2 separate regions of the Rattus norvegicus genome follow, and region 1 is linked to region 2. The links are chromatin contacts, called in public Hi-C maps. All regions are on one chromosome and are shown on one strand. Each heading gives the region's core, a stretch centred on a gene start, on an enhancer-like site or on the middle of the called end of the contact. The rest is flanking DNA. Distances are from core to core; before and after follow the strand shown. Region 1 holds the start of Mthfs (methenyltetrahydrofolate synthetase). Region 2 holds the start of Zfp949 (zinc finger protein 949).

The links. Hi-C and Micro-C count contacts between places; a contact is called where the count stands out from the background.
Region 1: a contact with region 2 is called in a Hi-C map of liver, with 3 times the contacts expected there. The contact joins the promoter of Mthfs here to the promoter of Zfp949 in region 2. A contact is called at or near these places in 3 of 12 Hi-C or Micro-C datasets (the A7r5 cell line and liver).

Annotation. Positions count from the first base shown.
Region 1 is chr8:98,606,593-98,612,494 of GRCr8, reverse strand. It overlaps Mthfs (methenyltetrahydrofolate synthetase), which reads right to left and starts at 3,076. Exons shown (of 3, transcript NM_001009349.1): 1 at 2,954-3,076. The coding sequence starts at 3,070. It also overlaps a transcript of RGD1560775 not described here.
Region 2 is chr8:98,401,079-98,406,604 of GRCr8, reverse strand. It overlaps Zfp949 (zinc finger protein 949), which reads right to left and starts at 3,759. Exons shown (of 6, transcript NM_001134531.1): 1 at 3,273-3,759.

The DNA of each region.
Region 1 (5,902 bases), core at 1,827-4,326, 210 kb before region 2:
TTACAAATATGACTGGCAGAAAGATATAAGGGAAGAAAGCCAAGTTGCATCCAATACCAAGGAAAGAGAGAAGTTGAGCAAAGCATGGCAAACCAGGGCTATGGAAGGAAGTCAACCCTGTAGAGCTATCAGGAGCTGTTGGTGTAAGGAAAGCAAAGGGAAAGGCAAAACCCAGATTTGGAGCAGGCCTGAGGCCTTTGACACCACTTACTCTATCAGAAAGTATTTTTCTCATTCTCTTTAAAGCAGAGTGGAAAAAAAAGCTGAATAAACAGTAAGACACACAGCTAAAATTCAGTGTGAGACTCCACATATGCCTTCCTTCCTCAAGCCATTTACACACTGTTAGGAAGGGAGGATGAAGACAATAATGCCTGTACAACAGAGGGAAGATGGCAGCATTGATAGACAAAGCAGCACTGATATGTGGACACAGGAGGTAGGCAGAATCCATTCTTCCCTTAGAATCCCAAACAGTATCTGCACAAACACAGGAAAAGCTTGTAGCTAACACACTTTCATTCATACATATACAGAGACAAGGGCCAGGGGTTTCCTCTACCACTGGTAAATAAGAGATCCTCAGTTGAGGCTCATTACCCACAAAAGACATAAATATGCATAGGCAATAAATGATTCTCAACCATTTTGAAAAGCCAAAATACAAAACACAAAGATTTGTAAACATAAAAAATAGAATGGAAAAAATGATTTAGTGCCAAACAGTTAATTCAAAGAATGGAGATGATTTTTAAATTCTAATTAGTTTTCTCAGACAAACTGAAAACAATAACTTAGTCTATAAAACACTAACAGACTGCTAGGGAAAGGAATCAGTAAGAGACCTAAGGAATACTCATTGGACGTTAAAACTGTGATCGGCCAAATGAACACAATCTAGGAGGAGGTCCTGTGGGGGAGAAAGAGTAAGAAAAAAAAAAAAAAAAAGAAAAGTAGTTAAGAGACACAGAAGATTAATCTAGACTTTTTGTTATCTAAAAATAATTTTTGAAAGATTCAAAGGAAAGCCAGTAATCAAGATGTGACGGTTTGAATGAGAATGAACACCAGAGGCTCATACACGTCAATGTTTTGCTGTCTCTTCAAAGGGAGAGATATAAAGCCTGTCTTACATCTAGGAGTCTGGGAACAAAGTTAGTTAATAGCCTGGTGGCCTCTGAACTATCTGCATGGCCAAGTCACACAAGGCTCCCCCAGATTCTTATGTTTGTCCCCCTAGTCATCCTCCCTAGACCTTCATCTCCAGCACTGTTTCCCAGCCAATAGAAGCCATCCTTATGGGAGACGTCATGTGTCCTTTACAAATGGGAGCAGAGGTGGTCGATGATCTGGTGACCTTGGCACTCTGTAAGACTGAGACCACCCCAGGACCCTTAGCTTGTCACATGTAGTTAATCTATAGCCTCCGTCTCTATGGGAGAAGACACATGGCGTTTCGATGTAATTACGGCTTAAGCTTTGTTCACACTGGATTGAGTTAATTATAATCAGGAGATTTTTTTCCCCCAAAATGTGCTGTGCTTAATTAAATATGCCTAAAATAAAACTGCCTGGTGTTAAGACTCTACAAGTTTGAACCAACACCAGCTACTGAGTCACAGTGGTGAGCCACGCTTCCTTCTTGTCTCATACTGATGACATGTGGTCACAGAGACCACCAAGGTAGGCTTTGAGGTTCCAAAAGTCCACAGCCTCTGGCAGGCCAGGTCTCTCACTACCTCCTTTGTACATAAGATGAAAGTGCTTAGCTACTTCTCCAGCACCCTCCCTGCCTGCTGCCTGCTGCCTGCTGCCTGCCTGCCGGCTGTCTGTCTGTTGTCTGTCTATCTGACTGCTTCCCACCATGATCACAGACCAGCCTTCTAAAACTGTAAGCAAGCCCAAATTAAATGCTTCCTTTTATAAATTGCTTTGGTCATTGTGTCTCTTCACAGCAAAAGAACAATAGCTAAGCCACAAGATATAATACATAAATAAAAGCATTAGTCTCTAGATTGGAACCCATAGGTATTGAGCAGAATGAGAAAAAATAAAATAAAAACTTGAAATAAATGGGTCAGTCAAATTGGAGTTGAAAATATTCTGGCGTATAATAAATTTAAGAGTTGGGTCTAGAGAGATGGCTCAGCAGCTTAAGAGCAGACAACCTGGGTTCAATTTCTAGCACCCACATAGGGACTTACAACCTTCTTTAACTTTATCTAGTCAACTACAAATAATGCCAATTGTATAGGTACTTTCTTTAAAGTAATTCCTTTGAGGATATACTCTAGAAAAGCTGAGAAAGAAACTAAGTAAGAAAGGAGACAAAACAAAGCAACAACCCGAACTCAGAAGCACCAACCCAAGGTATAAGTGGCTGTGCAGTGAATGCAGTTAAATCACGTGAACAGTAATCTACCCATAAAGCTCGGAGTCCAGTTTTGCCAAAAAACAGATCCAAATTCAAATGTGTGTTCTAAGTTTGGACAAATAAAATATAGCGCATTTTTTGAACAGTTGTATCACTGAGCCATACTCCCAGCCCTACAATTTTTCATTTGTTTCCTTCCTCTGTTAGATCCTCCGATCCGTAGGGGCAACAATCTTGTCATGTCTATCACCCAATACAATAGAAAAATGGTTTACTAGGTGTTCAACATAAGCGAATGGCTTACATTAGAACCGGAAAGTGTGGGCGTGGCACAACAGTCTCTACATCTACTAAAGTTGGCTTCCAGGCCTTTCCTCGCAATAACAAAATAACTCGGTTTGAATGATTAAACCAGCCCGGAAACATACTCCCTCGGAAGTTCCGGAGCTATCCACAGAGCCCGCCCCTGCTCGCGGAGCGCGCGCCCAACAGAACGCGCACGCGACCCGGCGAGGTGCGCCTGCGCAGACACGCGAGCTCAACCTTCCTGGCGTTTAACTCCCGGCAATCTTCCCGCACCTTCTGTGTGAGGAGGTGAGACTGGCGCAGCCGTTCCTCGGCGCCCAAAGCTCGCAAGCGCTGCTTCAGCTCGGCCCGCAGGCCCCGCTTGGCGCTGTTTACGGTGACCGCCGCCATTTCCTCGCAAGCACCGCCCCGGCCACGCCTATCACCCTGGGCCGCGCGGGGTCCAAAGGTCGGAGCTCCAGGGGCCGGACGCCAAACTCCTGATCACGCCCCCCCCCCCCCCCCTCCCCTGCCTCTGTAAACCGGCTGTGGTGCAACTGAGCGGACTCGGGTTGTGTGGCAGCAGATAACATTGTGCTGTAGTGTCCTTGACCTTTCGTGCTTGATAGCTGGAGATTGTGCGTGTACCCCAGGACGCTTACCCTCTCCCACAGCCCACAAAAGGTAGTAGTGTTTCTGCAGAGGGTCTAAGGAAGGCTGTCAACTCCAAGACTCAATATTCATCTAATCGCCATCACGTTGTTGAGTACAGAACTGGAGAGGCCTCGGAAGGGCAAAGCAAGCCAGATATGGGTACATCATGCCGGTAGACTCTTGGTTCCTTCTGGTCAATGGATAAAACATTCTCTCCTTTACCCCCAAAATGCCTTCCTCTCTCTTTTTCAGTCAATTGGTTCATTCCTGATAGATTTGGGGGCCGCTGTTATATCAAACAGGCCTGCTTGGCAGGCCCTTTCTGGAGGTGGATGTCCCCTCTCTGGAGAACTCAGGACTCAGTCACCCTGTTCCTTATTATAAAAGTATTTAACCGCTGTTGCTGCTGTTGGAATCTACTGTTCAGAGACAGATAATGCCTTTCTCTAACAGGACGTTGGACTGAGTGGGGAGCAGAGAATAAAGTAAGTAGATTTTGAGGAACGCTAACTCAGATTTATATGACCACCCTATGTTACCATGCAGTAGCCGAGGATTGATTTTTGAGAGTTAATTTTTCCAGAGCTGGGGAGATAGTTTAGTCGGTAAAACGTTTGGTACACAAGCTCGAGGGGCTGAGTTCGGATCTCTGGCACCCTTGTAAAGGGATATGTCGTTCAGTCCTGTAAGATCTAAGTGCCTAGAGACAAAGCAAGGTGGAAGAGAGAGAACAAAGATGACCAGAATTCTTATCATGGACAGGAAAACAAACATCGAATTCACCTACATCCGGGATTGCATCCTTATGCCTATAGACCTAATAATTCATGTCAGTGTGTCAATGTAATAACCACTTACCAATGCTTGAACATGAATGTGGTCCATGAATCAGTTTCCCTTGAAAGCACATTAGACATGGAGAATCCTGAGCCATCCTCAGACCTAGGAGTCCAAATGGCTATCTTAACATAGTCCTCAGGTAATCCCTATCCATAATCATATTTGAGAATCTCTGCCATAAATCAATGTATTCCTCAACTATTAATTTGCAGGAAGAAACAGAATCTAGCATGCATGTAGTCCTGGGTTTTAGCATCAGTACTACAGAAAAATAACTGTACATGTTAGCATTGATAAATTGTTACTGTTAAATTCTGAAGGCAGGCTTTCCTGGATATCCATGGCTAGTGTGTGTGGCTCCTTCTCATAGACATCCCTTCAACAATAAATAAGTAGCCTGACAGCATAATCCAGGGGCAAATTGCCTGCCTAGCATGTACGAGGCTCTTGCCTCCGTCACCATGGCTGCAAAAATAATGATAGCTTTGTCCAGCTTGGCATGGAGGAAAGTATTCTCCTCACAATCTTTGAAAAAAATATGAGTTCCATACGTACATTTCCTTCAAGCATATATATTTGTACCTATAACTGCATGCAATCTTGTCGGTGCCTGCACCGCCAGTGTGTGAATATCGGGCGTAGGTCTGCGGAATTGAAAGAAAATACATACACCGGTCACCCGTTTTCAGCGAGTGCCACCAAGGCTTTACTGAGATCTCCTTATATACCTGAGGCAAAAGCCGTGGAAAAACAACAAGGAAGGTGAAAAATCCCCAACCAGGAAAATAGGAAAAATCTGTGTGGTGAAAGTTCCGGCCCAATCAGGGGCATAAACAACTTCTTAACAACAACAAGCAGGAAGGGTCAGTGGCGAGGAAGGGTGCCATGGAGAATCCCAGCCCCAAATCGGGCTAAGAGCAGCTCCCAAGGGTGTAAATAATTTCTTGCTATAGCAGGCTAAAAGGCTCAGCGAGGGGGGAGGGGAAACACCAAGGTAGGGCCCAACACAATCTTAGTGTGTAAAGCTCTCTAGGGCCATGAATCTTCCAGAGGGTTCTGCATGTTCTATCACAGGTAATGATATATTTTGTAAAATACGGTATGGTGCAGCCATAAGGGTGTGCCTTAGTGAGCCCATGCTGAGGTAACCCACCCAGGTACCTCATAAGACAGGTCTAGTATAAAATGAAGATTATTTGGGGGCATGAGAAGGAGTGTTGAGAAGTAGAGACAGAGAGGAGAGGGAGGGAGGGGAGAGAAGAGAGGAGAGGAGCGGGAGAGGGAGAGGGAGAGGGAGAGGGAGAGGGAGGAGAGGGAGAGGAGAAAGAAGAAACTAGCCAGGAGCACATGGAGAGAGCGGGGAGGGAAAAGAGACAGGCCAGAGAGAGGGGGTTGGGAATATCAGGGAGGAGAGAGAGAGAGAGAGAGAGAGAGAGAGAGAGAGAGAGAAGAGGGTCAGAGAGAGCCTCCAGAGGCCAAACAGTCCTTTTATAGCAAGCCAGTCTCCTACCTGGCTGTTGCTAGGTAACTGTTGGGTGGAGCCTAGAAAGAATGCTAACATACTAACTTGTAAGGCACTGTGAAAGGATCACTGATATCTCTATTTCCTCCATGTTTTTGATCATCTGGAACCATTATTTCCAGTAGAAATCAAAATCATAGGAAGATTCATAGTATAAAAAGTCTAGGGGCTGGGGATTTAGCTCAGTGGTAGAGCGCTTACCTAGGAAGCGCAAGGCCCTGGGTTCG
Region 2 (5,526 bases), core at 2,510-5,009:
AATAACCCTATTTAAAAATGGGGTTCAGAGCTAAACAAAGAATTCACAGCTGAGGAATGCCAAATGGCTGAGAAGCACCTAAAGAAATGTTCAACATCTTTAGTCATAAGGGAAATGCAAATCAAAAACAACTCTGAGATTCCACCTCACACCAGTCAGAATGGCTAAGATCAAAAACTCCAGCGACAGCAGATGCTGGAGAGGATGTGGAGAAAGAGGAATACTCCGCCATTGTTGGTGGGATTGCAGACTGGTACAACCATTCTGGAAATCAGTCTGGAGGTTCCTCAGAAAATTGCACATTGCACTACCTGAGGACCCAGCTATACCTCTCTTGGACATATATCCAAAAAATGCCCCAACATATAACAAAGACACTTACTCCACTGTGTTCATAGCAGCCTTATTTATAATAGCCAGAAGCTGGAAAGAACCCAGATGCCCTTCAACAGAGGAATGGATACAGAAAATGTGGTACATCTACACAATGGAATACTACTCAGCTATCAAAAACAATGACTTTATGAAATTCATAGGCCAATGGATGGAACTGGAAAATATCATCCTGAGTGAGGTAACCCAATCACAGAAAAACACACATGGTATGCACTCATTGATAAGTGGCTATTAGCCCAAATGCTCGAATTACCCTAGATGCACAGAACACGTGAAACTCAAGAAGGATGACCAAAATACGAAGGCTTCACTCCTTCTTTCAAAGGGGAACAACAATACCCTTGGAGGGAATAGGGAGGCAAAGTTTAGAACAGAGGCAGAAGGAACACCCATTCAGAGCCTGCCCCACATGTAGCCCATACATATACAGCCACTAAACTATATAAGATGGATGAAGCAAAGAAGTGCAGGCTGTCAGGAACCGCATGTAGATCTCTCCTGAGAGACACAGGCGGAATACAGCAAATACATAGGCGAATGCCAGCAGCAATCGACTGAACTGAGTACGGGACCCCCGTTGAAGGCATCAGAAAAAGGACTGGAAGAGCTTGAAGGGGCTTGAGACCCCATATGAACAACAATGCCAAGCAACCTGAGCTTCCAGGGACTAAGTCACTACCCAAAGACTATACATGGACTGACCCTGGGCTCCAACCTCATAGTTAGCAATGAATAGCCTAGTAAGAGCACCAGTGGAAGGGGAAGCCCTTGGTCCTGCCAAGACTGAACCCCCAGTGAACATGATTATTGGGGGGAGGGCAGTAATAGGGGGAGGATGGGGAGGGGAACACCCATATAGAAGGGGAGAGGGAGGGGTTAGAGGGATGTTTGCCTGGAAACCAGGAAAGGTAGTAACAATTGAAATGTAAAGAAGAAATACCCAATTTAATAAAGATGGAGAAAAAAAAGAAACTCCCTCTAACTGAACAAGTATATCCTCTGTCTCTGACCTCACCGACGGCTCATTAGCCTATGATGCATGTGGTACACTAGTGCTTCCCAGCTTGCTGCTCTATTGCAGTATGCTCCGTAAAAGTATTCTGGTCTAAAGGGCAAATGCATTCATTCACAGCCCGGTAGACCTTCCCTGTGCTGGTGAGCACCGAGGTGATGGGAAAGGAACCCGATAGTCCAGATTAGCCCTGTCCTGTTCTTAGCATATGATGATGCAATCTGTGCCATGAAAACGTAGGCAGACCTGGTTAATCAAAGTACAGTTTCAGTCAACGAGGCTCTGCAGTGCTGTGGAGTTCAGCGCAGCAATCTAAGGCTTAGACCAGGTGTAAACTCCCTACCGGGAATCAGTGCCTCCTGATCTCTTTCCTATTAACGGTCTTCCTCCACACAAGTGGGATGGAATTCTTACTGTACGTGAAACCTCCCTACTTTGTTCCCAAGAAAATGTTCCTATATCAGTACTGAAAGACCCCCGGAGTGGGGAGACCCTCACTCAAGTCTCGGGATGACGCAACCCCCCAAGAACTCACACAAGACCGTCCTTGTTGTAATCGCATGAGGTTTATCGATAGCAACCAGTGCACTGGGGTCGAGACTCGTATCCCACGCAGGGGCAGTGGAGTTCGACCCCGAGAGGCTGGGAGAAGAGGTGTTTAAAGGGAGAAACCACAACTCGAGGGGGCAGGGGTGGCGTCATTGGAAAGTGTGTAGAATAACAGTGAAAAATCACAAGGAAGAACTCTCTGTCCCCCAAGATTGTTTCCTAGGAGAAGCTGTCTCTTACTTCTCAGATTGTTTAACTTCATGGTCCGCTAGTTCCTAGGAGAAGTTGTTTCCTGCTTCTCAAGATTGTTCTCTAAGATTTATGGTCAGCTAGTTTCTGGGAGAAAGCTGTTGAGCTGGCCAATGTAATTATCCATTCTATAGCCCTAGGAGAGGCTTCTTGGAACATACAATTCTGGGGCCTAACCTGTTTTCTTTTTCTGCTCTAAACTTTATGTCTAGGGGGGGCAACTTTAAAACTTTTATCTTTCAGTACTAGAATCTTCTGAGATAACGTCTTATCTCTGGTAACTAGATATTTTCAAAAACTAAACAAAACCTAAGACAGTGGTTCTCAACCTTCCTAATGCTGCAACCCTTTAATACAGTTCCTCGTGCTGTGGTAACCCCCAACCATAAAATTATTTTCGTTGCTGTCTCATAACTAATTTTGCTAATGTTAGGAATCCTAATGTAAACTTCTGATATGCAAGATATCTGATATTCGATTCCTGTGAAAGGATCTTTTGACACTACCCACCCACCCCAGCCCTTTCAGGTTGAGAACCTACAGGACGAGAACCGCTGTTCTAAGAGCTCAAACCTGAAGTGCCAAGCTGGTCACTATCAAACTGGCTACATAGTTCATAGGAGACTCAAAAACATCACTTAATAAAGAGACAGGAAAACTGACAAATACAATTGCCAATATACATAAGGGTACAGTCACTATGTGAGAATTTCTCTAGGAATTTCAAGCCAATTCATTAGAATAGCTAACACCCTCTGTCTTACAGATGCGTGGGTCACAGACTCCTACCCCACTCCACCCCCTTTCAGGCTCCAGCATTGTGGTATCAACTTACAATTTTCCCAGACTCCCTGTTTGGGATTTCTGGGTCATGCTAGTGAAAATTCCCAGGCCTCAAATTAATGGTTTTTCTCCACCCCAACTCGCCCAAAACCGGATGCCAAGCAGGTAACAAGATTATTCACTAGAAAAAGCTGGAATGTGGGCTCACACTGAGACCTCCCGGCCCTGACAATCCACGGACACGAACCGCCCTCACCCCCAAGTCGCCATCTTGGACTCTCACCTCCTTGGCAGAGCTTCTGTAATGGCCCTTTGGACAGTTGGAACCACAGATCCAGACACTCCTAGCTCAGTCTTCGGATACAGCAACCATGAAAGTCTTGTCCAGGCCGACCGTCGGACCGGGAATGATGGCTCTGACAGTCACCTCCCCCAGAGCCGCTGCGGTCCGCCCTGGAACTGCACCTCAGTCCCTTCGCCAAGACCCACCTATGTTTCTGCTTCAACCGAGCTAGAGGGCACGAGTCCCGCTTCCGAGGACTCCGAAACCGCACTCCTCTTTTTGTTTTTCCCACCCGCCTCCAGAAAACCTGGACCAAACTCACAGCCCGAGCTAAGGTGTCAGCACAGAGCCAGGATGCGACTTTCTAAGGGGTAGTTGCAAAGGGAGTGCAGGACAGAGGTGCCTACCAGTCAACTGTCAGAGCCGGTTACCTGATCCTGTGTGGGAGGGCCTTGTACGTTAGGGACTACATTACCCGTGAGCCTCTTGGAAACTATGGCAAGAATAAAAGGACATTTTCCCACCAAGTCCACTATCGAATTACCAGGAATAGTAGACTTCATGGTTCAGAACTTGTAGGTATCAATCTGATAACCGTGATGTGAAATTCCTTCACCTTTTTCTCATGTGAACCCCAAGTGTTCCAAAGTAGTTTAGAACCTGAGAAGGAAGCTCCAGTATGTTTGTTCATCCTAGAATCAGACCAAATGTCTGTCTCTGTGGGAGACATGGAGCCATAGAAAATAGGTGTGATATCTGTTGTAGGGTAGCCACCAGAGAAGGCTCCTCAGACATGGGTTTAAGCCAATAAGAAGTCTTACTAGACAGCCTGCAACTAACTACCCTTGGTGTTCAGGATCCCAATGAAGCCCCACAAAACCCCTACAAAAAATATGTCCTGGATTGACATACTTCAGTTAAGAACAGTTAGCCAGAAGCAGAGCTACATAAGCCAAGGCAAGATTAGTACATTTAGAGACTTTTCCATAGCTACGGACTTTGATGGATTAGGCTTTTGTTATAGTTTTGTCAGATGGTGCTGTCTACACACTGAGCTTTTCAGCCTGAGTAGTATTTCTGTCCTGGAGTCAGTTAGCAAAGGTCTCAGAGCCTACTAAGGTCTGGGACCCTCTTCTGGCTGTCCAGAGAACCTCAGGAAGCTGAATGCTTCGTGTTTCCCAAAGTCTATGAACCATTTACTTCACTAGTGTATTGGCAAAGTGAGCATTCTGGTTACAGCACACAGTAATTTTCAAAGTTCATTTTTAAATAGAAACAAACATTTTGGACCTCCATTGTAACAAAAGGAAACCACAAGAAACTCTGTGGATTGACAAGAGACAAAGTTATGTTGTATGTTGCCAATAATGCTTAGGAATAATTGGAATTTGAAATAAAAAATTCACTTACTAAAATTAAAATTTTTTTTTAAAAAATCTTCAAAAATGAACAAATTCAAACTGAATGTGGTGGCACGTGCCTTTAATCCCAGCACTACAGAGGCAGAAACAGGCAGCTCTCAGAGTCTGAGGCCAGCCTGGTCTACAGAGTGAATGTCAGGACAGCTAAAACTACACAGAAAAACCCTGTCTCAAAAGTGGGGGAGGGGGACTCATACTCAGGAGTCAAACAAAATCTAAATAAATGTAAACATTCCCTGCCCAAATTTGATACATGACACATTATTAAGATTAATTTTTCAACAGAAATTAAGAATTCACTATCATCTCAATAAAGTTCTATGAAAATTTTTCTGTCTGAAGCGTGAAAGACATACCACCTCAAACTTAACGGGAACTGCTTGTCTTCTACCTCCCAAGTGCTGTAATTAAAGGTGTACACCACCAGGCCTGGCTCTTAATAACTTACAAATGAAGTAATGAAGTGTCATTCTGAGGACTGTCTTATAAAGAAATTGTACCCTCTATTTGAGCATTCCTTATTCCTCTTGTATCATGAAAGGAGCCAAATGCCATTCTGCAGGTTGGCCTGTAGAGGGAGCCATGGGAATGATTTTTGGATGGAGCTCAAACGGAGCTTGAGGTGACTGTAGCCCAGAATATATTAACAAAATGGTAAGTTTTAATTTTAGCTGTTGGCTGAGACAGAGTCTCTATATATAACCTTGGGTATCCTAGAACATTATATGTATCAAACTGGTTTTAACTCACAGAGATCTGCCGACCTCTACCTCCTGAGTGGTGGATGTGTGGTGGGTGTGGGTGTGTACCACCATGCTCTGCCATTTAACTCC